2 separate regions of the Mus musculus genome follow, and region 2 is linked to region 1. Evidence: chromatin contacts called from public HiChIP or PLAC-seq data. All regions are on one chromosome and are shown on one strand. The core of a region is the stretch at or near the end of the contact, and the rest is flanking DNA. Distances in the headings are between cores, read along the strand shown. Region 1 overlaps Gm30604 (a long non-coding RNA gene). Region 2 overlaps Rbm19 (RNA binding motif protein 19).

What was found. HiChIP or PLAC-seq counts read pairs in DNA pulled down with a chosen protein or histone mark.
Region 2: a contact with region 1 is called in an H3K27ac HiChIP or PLAC-seq map of T-cell acute lymphoblastic leukemia, with 4 times the contacts expected there. The contact joins two enhancer-like sites. A contact is called at or near these places in 1 of 484 Hi-C or Micro-C datasets (B cells) and 2 of 115 datasets of contacts at active chromatin or transcription factors (T-cell acute lymphoblastic leukemia and double positive thymocytes).

Annotation. Positions count from the first base shown.
Region 1 is chr5:118,373,667-118,379,444 of GRCm38.p6, forward strand. Gm30604 (a long non-coding RNA gene) reads right to left here. Exons shown (of 6, transcript XR_878721.1): 3 at 3,931-4,099; 4 at 2,756-2,871; 5 at 293-843. Among named protein-coding and RNA genes, the nearest start is that of Gm30604, 4.4 kb to the right of the region's middle. Within about 2 kb of position 3,850, at least 74 of the 459 cell types and tissues checked have an H3K27ac peak or open chromatin away from gene starts, as enhancers often do. A contact at or near this core is called in T-cell acute lymphoblastic leukemia, where this site is marked.
Region 2 is chr5:120,122,572-120,128,161 of GRCm38.p6, forward strand. It overlaps Rbm19 (RNA binding motif protein 19), which reads left to right. Exons shown (of 24, transcript NM_028762.1): 6 at 322-578; 7 at 1,580-1,660; 8 at 2,123-2,201; 9 at 3,603-3,674; 10 at 4,394-4,594. It overlaps Gm10390 (predicted gene 10390), which reads right to left. Exons shown (of 3, transcript NR_045793.1): 2 at 2,619-3,132; 3 at 1-1,814. Among named protein-coding and RNA genes, the nearest start is that of Rbm19, 8.9 kb to the left of the region's middle. Within about 2 kb of position 2,905, at least 34 of the 459 cell types and tissues checked have an H3K27ac peak or open chromatin away from gene starts, as enhancers often do. A contact at or near this core is called in T-cell acute lymphoblastic leukemia, where this site is marked.

The DNA.
Region 1 (5,778 bases), core at 2,600-5,099:
TGAGGGACCAAGTGAAAGTCTAGTCCCTAACTGCTCTCCAGTCCCCTGCAGCCAGCTTAGCGCTTAAAGAAAAAAAAAAAAAAAAAAAACTTGTTGAGTTTAGTTCAGTCGGCTCAGCCCAGCTTAGTTAATTGAGTTAAGGCGAGCTGAGCCAGTCTTTGTAACATCACCAGCTGGCTGGCCTGGAGGCGCTCCAAATGAAAGGTGCTGAGAATCCCACTCACGCTCCCCGCTCCCCGAGTGCTGCCTTGCTGCTGCAGGTGGGCTCAGGAGGGGGCAGGCCTCCGCTTACCTGACTTACCCTGATCCTGCTGGAGCCTCGGGAGCCCAGGCTGCTTTGTAAATAGAGCTGTTCTCTCTGGCCAGTCCGCTGCAGGAGGTTATTGAAATATCAGACAAAGTCAACGAAGAGGCCCTGGAAGAAACTGAGAATTTGGTCCATCTGGGTCTAGGGATTGACCGTGCCCTTCAGAGTGTGTCCAACCTGTGACCTGCAGGCCGCAGAGCTGCATATGTGTTTCCAACACGAAATTGTAATTTATTTTAGAATAGGGTGGGATTCTGCAACTGCGTGTGGGTGAGGTGTGTGTGTGTGTGTGTGTGGTATGTACATATGCATGTGACTGTGTGTTCCTGTGCATGTTCATGTGAGTACAGGTGCCTGAGTAGAAGTCAGGATAACCTTGGGGGTCAGTCCTTGCCTCCCGTCTTGTGTGAGGTAGATGGAGTCTCTTGCTTGCCGCTGTGTAGTCCAGCTCAGCTGACTCTGGGAATTCTCTCCTCTCACTTCAGAGCAGGCTGGGGTTACAGATGTGTGAAGCTGCATTCTGCTTTATGCGAGTTCTGGGGACATGTACAAAGCAAAGGCTTTATCTAGTAAGCCAGCTACCCAACTCAATTTTGTGTGTGTGTGTGTGTGTGTGTGTGTGTGTGTGTGTGTGTGTACGCGCATGCTCGCATATGTGTGTGCATGTGTGCACAAGCGCATGATTCAATTGCACAGCCCTCAAGTGTTAACTTTCTAGAGAATAGCATTGCATTGAAAAGTCAAAAGGTTGGACATGCAGCCAGGGCCTTGGGCTTGCCAAGGCTCTCACGATGTACTTAGCTGAGCCTTCGTCCAGTTTATTTACCTGATCAGATAGCCTAGCAAAGTGCTCAGCCAAATTCATTTAGCCCTGGGCCTGCCTGCCTGCCCGCCCCCCCCCCCTCTCTGTGTGTGTGTGTGTGTGTGTGTGTGTGTGTGTGTGTGTCTGTCATGTCTTCTCTTTCTCACTCTCTCTGTCTCTGTCTGTCTGTCTGTACACAATGCAGATAATAACAACTGGTGTCTAGTGTGTAGGCAGCAAGCTTCCTGGAGCACTGGGGACTCACAACGGGGTGGGCCCTAATAACCAGCTACACTGGGCATGGCAGAGAGCAGTCTTTGGAGCAAGAAGCCAGGGCAGGTATGCAGGTATGCAGGTATGCTGTTTGTAAACACTTCTGAGTGGAGGAAGCATGTGACTTCCGGCCAGTCTGAAGGAGGCACTGAGTGGGACTGGAAAGCAGGCTCTGGCTGCTTGGATCCTAGCTCCAGGCTGAGCCTCAGCTCCAGGCAGTAGCTACAGAGCCAGGCAAGATGCAGAGGTCTCCTCTGGCTTTGCTCCAGGTGCTGCCCCACTGAGGAAGATGTGGGTCTTAGGGTGATGCAGCAGGGAGAGCAGAGTGGGTGCAATCCCCACTCAGGGACCTGCAACCCCTGCACAGTTTTCCTAGGCAGAGGGCAGGAGGCTGGCAGGAGGAGGCTAGTAGTCTCACATTCACTGGGGACCCTTACTGTGTGGTGGTGAGCTCCAGAAAAAACAGCTCCCCGTTTTCAGACTTATCCTAGAGAGTTCTCTGCTTCTGTCTAAGTGTCTGCACAGACAAAAGAAATTCTGAACGTCCCCAAATAACCTGGGGGTCACTGGCCTCCTCCTCCCTGGCCTACCAGCTACAGATCTTCTTGTCTCCCCGTACTTTAGTATTTGTTCCCTCCCCTTCTGGGGGAACACACCAATCTTTGGGAGGGAGGGGGAGTCTCACCCTGTCTGTGTGGTTTGTCTAGACTTTGGCTGCAGCTAAAGGCCCAGGACCTCGTTCATTCCCCCCACCCCGGTCAGAGCCTATCAGAGCCCTCTGGCCCCAGCCCCTGGACTTTTGCAGTGAGCACCAGGAGAAAGAGAGATGTGCCCCGTGAGGCAATGTGTTCAACAGGTAGAGTTTCTATCTAAACAGGAAACCAGAACAAAGCAAATCCAAACCAAACAGATGCAGAGGGGATGTGTTCTAGACTTTTTCACTGAGGACCTGGATCCAGCCATGACGGAAGCTCTTCCGACCCTCCCTTCTGATGGAGACAGTCCCAACCATTTTGTATCTGGTGGGGGCTGGGAGGTGGGGGCGGTGCTTTTATGCCAGGATTGGGTCCTTTTGCAACTGAAACCTCGTGACTAATACACAGGTCCCTTAACCTTTGTAACTTCCTGTTTCCCCATCCACCAGGTTTCTCTGAAAATCTGTACATCATCCCTTTAACAAATCTAAAAAGCGGAGCCCTGAGGGGGTGTTGGTTATGAGAGCTTCTAGGCATTTTCTCAGTTGGGGTGTGTCTGTGTATGTGCACATGTGTGTATGGGTATGTGTGCACATGTGTGTATGTGCGCGTCTATACACATACGCTGGGGGTGGGTCAGAGATTGATGTTGGGGTATCGTTGTCTATCACATTTTACCTTGTGTTTAGAAACTCAGTCTCTCATTGAATCTGAGTTTGAGGTTTCATTGAGGCTGGCCGGCCAGCCACCTCCAGGGGTCAGCTCGTCTCTGTTCCTCTCCGCTGGGCCACTTGCTAGTTTTAAGGTAAACAAAACAAGGAGTGGTTAGTGTCAGTCTCACTTTATTGTACAAAAGAGGAAGAGTGTGACAGACAAATGTCTGTTACAAACAGGAATGGAGAAAGTGGAAGGAAGCCACATGCTAACCAGAAATACCAGGGGCATTGCAAGCAGTGACACCATGTTGGAGTTTACCGTTAGATTCAAGGGAGATGGCAAAACTCCTACTATGAACACTGGGTCAGAGCCAAGGTCATATATGTCACCAGCTTGGCAAGGCCATAGAAAACCTGTACAAGTGTGTGTGTGTGTGTGTTTGAGTGTGTGTATGTGACTACGTGTGATTGTATATAAGTGTGTGTATGTGACTACGTGTGATTGTGTATAAGTGAATGTATGTGTGTGTGTGAGACTGTGTGTAAGTGTGGTGAGTGTGTATGTTTGTGAATGTGTGTATGTGACTATGTGTAAGTGTGTGTGTTAAATATGTGGGGTAACTATATGTGTGTGAGTATATGTGACTGTGTGTAAGTGTTTGAGGTAAGTGTGAGTATATATGACTGTGTGCAAACACTTACACACAGTGTAAGTTAAGTGTGTGGGGTGACTGAATAAGTGTGTAGGATAGGGAGGGTGAATGTGTGTGACTGTAAGTGTGTGTGGTGAGTGTGTATGTTTGTGAGTGTGTGTATGAGACTGTATGAATGTGTGTCTAAGTGTGTGGGATAAGTATATGTGTATGTGACTGTGTGTAAGTGTGTAAATGTGTGGGGTGACTATATAAGTGTGTAGGGAAAGTGTATGTGTGTGTCTGTGTGTGTGTGTGTGTGTGTGTGTGTGTGTGTGGATGGATGAGTGTGTGTGTGCATATGACAGAAGGATTGGGGGAATGGTGGTTCAGAACTCTTAAGCAATCATTTGGGTTCCCAGCCAGCTTCGTGTGTGAGGCCATGTCTTCCCGGAAAGAACATTCTAGCAGCCATTGGTCTGCTCAGGAACACTGAAACCCGAAAGCCCCCTCCTTCCCTGTCACAGCTGCTGCACAGAATACCCGGGGGAGGGGGTTTTCTTACCTAATATTTCCCAAACCACTCAAATGTTTCATTTCCCATTGTCTGGCAGCCCCTCTCAGAGCTCAACGGTTGATGTGCAGCAGCAGACGTAGGCTGTTCCCCCAGGGTCCCAAAGTGCTGTCTCTTGCTTCTCTTTCATGTGGGGAAGCTGGTACTGGCAGGATGCAGACTTGGCCAAGGAGTAAGGTTTATTAGTCAGTTAGTGATGCGTGACAGTGGAGGCTTAGACCGGGTTGGGGATGAGGCTCTATGCTTCCACCGTAGCTGCCGATGTAACTACTGTGATAGAGAGGAATTCCTCCTACGAGGCTTAAATACTTAGATACGCTCTGCAGCCTCGCTGTCTCGTCCCAACCCACCCTGGTCTCGAACTTGCAGTGTAGCTGCAGGTGATAAGAGGCGATCCTTGCTTCGGCTCTGAGATTACAGGCTCTCACTACCACACGTGGTTTATATGTACTGGGGATTGAATCCATGGCTTTGCATGTGGGAGACCAATACTCTACCAACCGAGTTACACCCCAAGTTAATCAATGTTCCACTTTTGTCTTAAAGATTTGCTTATTTGTCTGTCATTGGTTTGGAAGTGTGCCAGCCTGCAGGTTGTGGAGGTCAGGGGACACAGCACAGGAGTTAGTTCTCATCTTCTAATATGTGGGCCCATGGAGGAACTCATCTCATCAACATTGTCGGCAAGGACCTGCTGAGACATCTTCCCCATCCCGGTTCACTTTTAAAAAACAAACATCTAAACTTAAGGGGCTGGAGAGATGGCTCGCAGCTAAGAGCACTTGCTGCTTGCTCTTCCCGAGGACCACATTTTGATTCCCAGCCTCTACATGGTGGCTTACAACTCTTTGTAACTCCACTTCCGGGGGATATGACACCCCTCTTCTGGCCTTCTTGGGCACCAGGCACACATAAGGTGCACAAACATACATGCGGGCAAGACACCCACACACATAAAAGAAAACTAAGATTTTAAAATCTGAAGTTAGAACGTTTCCCCCTGACCTAGGTGCTTTGATGGAATTCCATGTTGTATTCCCATACATAGTGTTCATAAAATATAATTGGCATTGGTGGTGTCTGAATGGATGGGTAGACAAAAAACAAAACAAAACAAGAACCTGTTTTAAGGAAATCTGTGCTTTGGGGCATTTTGGAGATCCAGGTATAAGGATCTTGATAGGCCAGGCCTGTCTCAAATAAGATGTAAAAAGAGGGCTGGTATATGACTTGGGTAAGGTATTTATTTGCTCAGTATATGTAAGGTCCTGAGTTCAAATCCAGTATTGAGAAGAAGGCAAGACGAGGGAGGTGGTTACTACAGCTGGGCATACTGGGACAACTTGGCCCCATGATGGGACTTGGCTTGGCTCTGTGTCACATACTTACAACACAGGTGGAAGTTGTGGCAGGCAGGAGCTTGGGGTTATCCTGGGCTACCAACAAACATGAGATTCCAATAAGACACAGCTACCTGTGCACAGGAAGGTGCCCACGGCCTAGGTGGGGTAGGGATTATGAGCAAGAGGCATTGACAGAGACTGGGATTTATGCCCAGGGTGCTGATTGGAAGCTAAGCAGGAATTACCAGACAGACGTATACGTTCAGCCCGTTACCGGTTTTTATGCCCTGAGCACACAGAACATTTGTAGCACCGGGCAAGGGCGGGTGGGGGGAGCAGGAGCTATTTCTGTGAGGATGCCGTGGGGTGAAATGCCTGTAAACATCCCCTCTCCAGGGCTGCGCTCTGCTCGGCAGAGGTTGCCCCGGTAATGAGTTTAACTCTTATGCTATTCATTCAGCCATCCGTGAAAGCCACAAATATTTACCGAGCACTT
Region 2 (5,590 bases), core at 1,655-4,154, 1.7 Mb after region 1:
ACATGATGACTCACAGTTGCCCATAACTCCAGCGCCCTCTTCTGGCCTCTATGGGCACTGTACTCACGTGCACACATCCACACACAGACACACCCATAAATCTTATGGGGGAGGGAGGGCTGGAAAGGGCCAGGATGGTGAAAGGGATCCACAGATCTCCATGTGCCCTGGGATAGAGAGACATGCACAGTCCAGCGTTCCCAGTCCACCACCCGGCACTGCCTGTCAGAGAACTGGCTGGAGCTGCTTATGTGTGAGGGCCTTGGCCATGGTGGGTGTGCTGTCTCTGCTCACTAAGGTCACTGAGCTCTGTTTCCCCAGAGGAACAAGGCCTGCAGCCAAAGGCAGCTGTGCAGAAGGAGCTGTCAGACATGGACTACTTGAAATCCAAGATGGTGCGGGCTGAGGTGTCCTCTGAGGATGAGGACGAAGAGGACAGTGAAGACGAGGCGGTGAACTGTGAAGAAGGGAGTGAGGAAGAGGAAGAGGAGGGCTCCCCTGCCTCCCCAGCCAAGCAAGGAGGTGTGAGCCGGGGAGCCGTGCCTGGGGTCCTGAGGCCCCAGGAAGCTGCTGGCAAGGTCTGTCTGTCTGCCTGTCTATCTATCTGTGTCTGTACCTCTGTGTGACTGTGTCTGTGAGGGCTGAGGATACACTGGGCTTGGGTTACATAGTGTCCCTGTAGCCCCTTGCCTAGAGGATTGCCTGGAAGGGAAGGCCACTTACTTGCCCATAGGTGTCCTCACACCATAGGTCCCTGTGGGCCCCGGGAAGCCGTCTGCTGCTGGAGTCGTGGGTTATCAATGAACTGGGCGGGTCCTGCCTTATACTTAGCAGCAAGATAGATATATAGATAGATGGATAGATGGATGGATGGATGGATGGATGGATGGATGGACGAGCTGCATGCTGGGTAATATCCCTCACAAGTCAATGATTGACGTTACAGTCCTCTGCACAGGTGAGGAAGCAGGTGAGGCAGCTTCACCCACGGTGACGGCTGGGAAGTGGTGGGGCCAAGGCTCGGAGCCTGAAGCTCAGATTGCACAGATAGCTGAGACCTTGATGGTCCCTCTCTCCCACCAGGAGGTCCTCTCTGCTGCAGAGACAAGACACTTAGAGACTCGGGTGGGACCACAGCCCTTGGGGTTCCTGTGCTGAACGAAGCTGGGGTACACAGCAGTCCAGAACAGACTTTGCCAGGGAAAGAATTCTAGTCAGGACAGGTTTGGGCTTCAAAGGAGAAATCAAGGGCAGAGGCCCTTGGAAGTTGTTGGTACTCCAGAATAGCAGATCCTGATCCCAGCATCTTTGTGGAATTGTACTCTCAGCTGGACACTGGACAAGGCCTGCCTCAGTGGTACCTCTAGGTTCCTTCCTGGGGCCAGGGCTGGTGTCTCACCAGGTTTCGCATGCAGCTGCCTCCTCCAGCTCTGTCCAGGCTCAGCTCACAGCAGACAGGGATTCTCCTGGCATTCTCCAGCTCCCCCGGCAGCTGGTGCCCCTTCCAGCTCCAGGGTGTCCCAGCCACCACCACCTGCCACGTGAGCGTCAGGTACTCACCATCTTTGTGATTCCTCAGGTAGAGAAGCCAGTCAGCCAGAAGGAACCCACTACCCCCTACACCGTGAAGCTCCGGGGAGCCCCGTTCAATGTCACTGAGGTATGAATCCGGAAAGGGAGGGTGGGCAGGCCAGGATCAGATGAAGTCAGGAGCTGGAAGGAGCTGGGCTCGGGGCTGCAGACACGGGAAGGAGACCAGTGGCAGTGTGAGGAGTGCTTCCGTTGCCTCCCATGGGTGCCAGGCTGGAGGCTCGCTGTTAAAAAGGGAGGGGGCATGGGACTGGATAGCTCTGTGGGCAGAGTGCTTGCTGTGCAAGACTGGGGACCTGAGTTCAAGCCCCAGGTATGTGCTGTATTGCTGACTTAACAGGTAGCGCGAGACCAGTCGGCAGGCACTTACTTCGGCAAGCGCTCTGCTGCTGAGCTGCATCCCTGGCGTCGCTGTCCAGTGCTTTACGTTCTAAGAGAAAATGCTGAGGGAATTTTCACAGGTCTAACGAAATATTAAACTCGTTTTTAAAAAAGAAAAAGATAGAAGGGAAGACATTTTTTTTCATTCCAGAAAAACGTCATTGAATTCCTAGCTCCTCTGAAGCCAGTGGCCATCCGAATAGTGAGAAATGCTCACGGGAACAAGACAGGTGAGACAGAAAGACTACCCTGGCGGTGCTGGGGCTGCCGACCATGGGCCTCCTGGTCAGCCAGGGCCTCCTGGTCAACAAGGGTCTCCCGGCCACAGAGCACTTGATTTGGCTGTCATAAGGCAGAGAGTCTGGTGATGAGCCAGCGTTGGAGCTGGGGGAGGCCAGAAGACTGTCAGAGATGCAGCAGGAGCGTAGCTGCGTTTTACAGAGCCACACCAAGGCACTGTGGCTGCAGGGGACCCGCAGCCTACAGGCTGTGAGGGCTCCTTGGCAGGAAGAGGCTGCCTGGGTAAAGCATCTGGGGGAAGAGAGCGCCTGTGCATCAAGAGCAGCCCAGTCTCCATCCTGGGGCTTGTTTCCCCCTAGCACCCCTCTTGACTTTACCACATCCTGTACCAAGCCGGCTCTCCTCACCTTGAATCTTGAAGAGGGCAGTGTGGAGTAGTGGGGCTTCATCCCAGCTTAGCTGCTTAGGGGCTTTGTCACCTCAGACACGTGTGGACAGGATCAGCCTCGGTACCTGCACACTCTGGGGTGGGCCTGTCCCCTAGCAGTGAGGAGCCGAGGAGCTGACCCTCAGAGCTGCCTTGCCCACTCTGTGGGAACTGTGGCGGCATTCATCTGCTGCTAAGGGTGGTGCCCTGGTTACGACATGTTAGAGACTGGGCAGGAAGAGAGCCAGCTGGGCCTGCAGCTGGAAAACACATGGCGCTGGCTCCAAAGGGCACAAGCAGGGCTTTGAACAAGCTGGAGAAGTGGGCTCAGCCATGCGGGACTTCAGCCAGTGTACTTCCAGCCTAGAGCAGATCCATGGGGGAGGGTGGCTGGGGAGGCCAGATCCGATCAAGAGCGGTCCCTCAGCTGGCCTGCCCCTGGGAGGCTCCTGGCGCATGGAGCAGGTGAAGTACTTTATGTGTAGGTGGTGTCCCTGCAGAGGAGAGAAGAGCGGGCTGGACAGAAAGAACAGCCTCATCTTGCTTGTGAAAAACCCTTGGGCTTTGGGACACATTGTGGCATTGCCATCAGACAGCCTTGTGACCTGGGACATGTGACTTTAAGTATCCTAGGGAAGGGACAGCCCTGCTCTGCTGTCTCATAGGGTCAGGCTCCCTCTCAGGAAGGATTCCAGGCCTGGATCCGAGCTTCAGGGACAGAGGTCCTGACGATGGCCCTGACTATCCTGAACTGAGTCACAATGTAGCCTGCACCCCTTCTCTAGAGAGTGTTCAGGAACAGGGTGGGGTTGGGACAGGCAGGAAGGCCTGCTGCTTGCTCCTGGGGTCCACATCTGCACCCACATGGCCCGCTGGTCTGAAGCTGTTGGGGTGTAGGGTGTGTGTGTGTGAGTGTCCTGGAGGTTGACAGCCTATGATCCTTCTTATCCCTGTCGTCACTCAGGGTATGTCTTCGTGGACCTCAGCAGTGAAGAAGAAGTAAAGAAGGCTCTGAAGTGCAACCGTGACTACATGGGTAAGGGAGTATCAGCCGTCAGTGACTACCATCCCTATGCTGACACATGTCGGTGCTGAGATAGTTTAGGGCCCTGGGGATCCAGCAGGGAGTCCACAGTCCCTCCCCCTGGAGCAGCCACAGAGCGAACACAGACAGTCATGGGCAGTGTAGGCAGATGATGCCAATGATCTGAGTGATGGGTAGAGCAGGAGACGCTGTGTTGCCCTGTGCTCTGCCCTCCTGGAGCAGCCCATGACACTGGCCGACTTGACTCAGAGGTGGGTGTGGGCCACTGACTGAGAAAAGTAGTACTGAGGAAGGAGGGGAGTTCTGTCAGTGGTCAGGTGGTGGGTACCAGTGGAGCACTGATGAGGGGAGCGAGTGCTGGCTGAAGTGGGGTGGGGCACCGAGGAAGAGCGGGGCATGCAACGGTTCACTCTATCAATGCCCCAAGGTGGGTTGTCATGTGCCACCGTTCCAGATCGGCCACAGGGATTGTGGGGAGACTGCAGAACCCAGGTGCCGACTACTATGGTCTGGGATGTCTCTCAAGCTCCTCAGGGCCTTGGCTGCACTGCCAAGGCGAGTGAAGTCCCAGTGGGTCCAGCTGTAGCCTGGGACACTGTGCGCCGCAGACATGATCACACATAGGGGCAGCAGGCTCTGAGCAGCAGCAGAGCAGAGGCTGAGGGGACCTCGGGAGGCACACAGCAGCCCTGACCCCTGTCTTCATGCAGGTGGACGCTATATCGAGGTGTTCAGGGAAAAGCAGGCTCCCACCGCCCGTGGTCCCCCAAAGAGCACCACGCCCTGGCAAGGCCGAACGCTCGGGGAGAATGAGGAGGAGGAAGACCTGGCCGACTCTGGGAGGCTCTTCGTACGGAACCTGTCCTACACCAGCTCTGAGGAGGACCTGGAGAAGCTTTTCTCGGCCTACGGTGGGTGCAACCTCCTCCTGGTGCTGGGTGACAGCTGTGTCCCTCGTCTAGTGGCTCCGCTGGAGAAACAGGACAAAGCGCTCTACTGCTGAGGGGCTCACAGCACCCCCTTAGAATATAAAGCAGAGGAGAGAGTGGTGTCTCCCTCGGGTTGTCCACACTGCTGTCCCATCCTTCCTAGACACTGTGTGGAGGCACAGAGGCAGGTCAGGGAAGGAGGCTCCAGGGGCCCGTCCTGTCCCTAAGCCTCCACACCCAGGTTGTCCTTAGAAGAGGCACAGTAGTTACTGCAGGCATGCGGCAAGTGCCTGGACCCCAGCCCTATGTAGAGCCTTGCTGCCTTTTGTGTGATAATCCTGACCCCACAGGTAAAAACGCAGCCTTGTGACCTACAGGCCAGTGAGTTTTCAGCCTCAGAAACTACAACAGCAGCAACAGTGAGAATAGTTCCCCTGGGCCGAAACCACCCAGTATGCCCACCACTGTTGTGCCAGGCAGACCCTCCTGCCTCCTGGCTAACGAGGCCAGAGCAGACAGGAGAGGGTTTGCCTAGACTGTGAGTGTCCATTTGGGAGGAACACGATCCTGGCCTATGTTCAGAGTGGCAAGCACTGCCTCGTTTGTATGGTGATGTTGCGGCACTTCCACCGCACCGCCTGTAGGGGGCACTGTTGGCTGCACTCCTCGTGTGTTAGTACAGCCCACCCCACACCTGTCCTGTGAGCTAGGGATCTTGTGTCACTTTGTAGGTGAGGACACCGGCCTGTGTTGATTAGTGACATGTCCCAAGGGAAGGCCACACGTAGGGGAGGTAGCAGAGCGAGTGTACAGCCCATACCTCTCCTCTGAGGATTGGCTCACAGATGCCTTTAGCCCTGGGCTGGTAAGCTGGTTGGCTCTCACCGTGTTCTCCTGAGGGACCTAGCAGTCTGGGCTGCTCCGTTGCCTGGCCAGGGTCCTGCACTTCTGTTGCCCAGTGCTCTGGCCCACAACTGG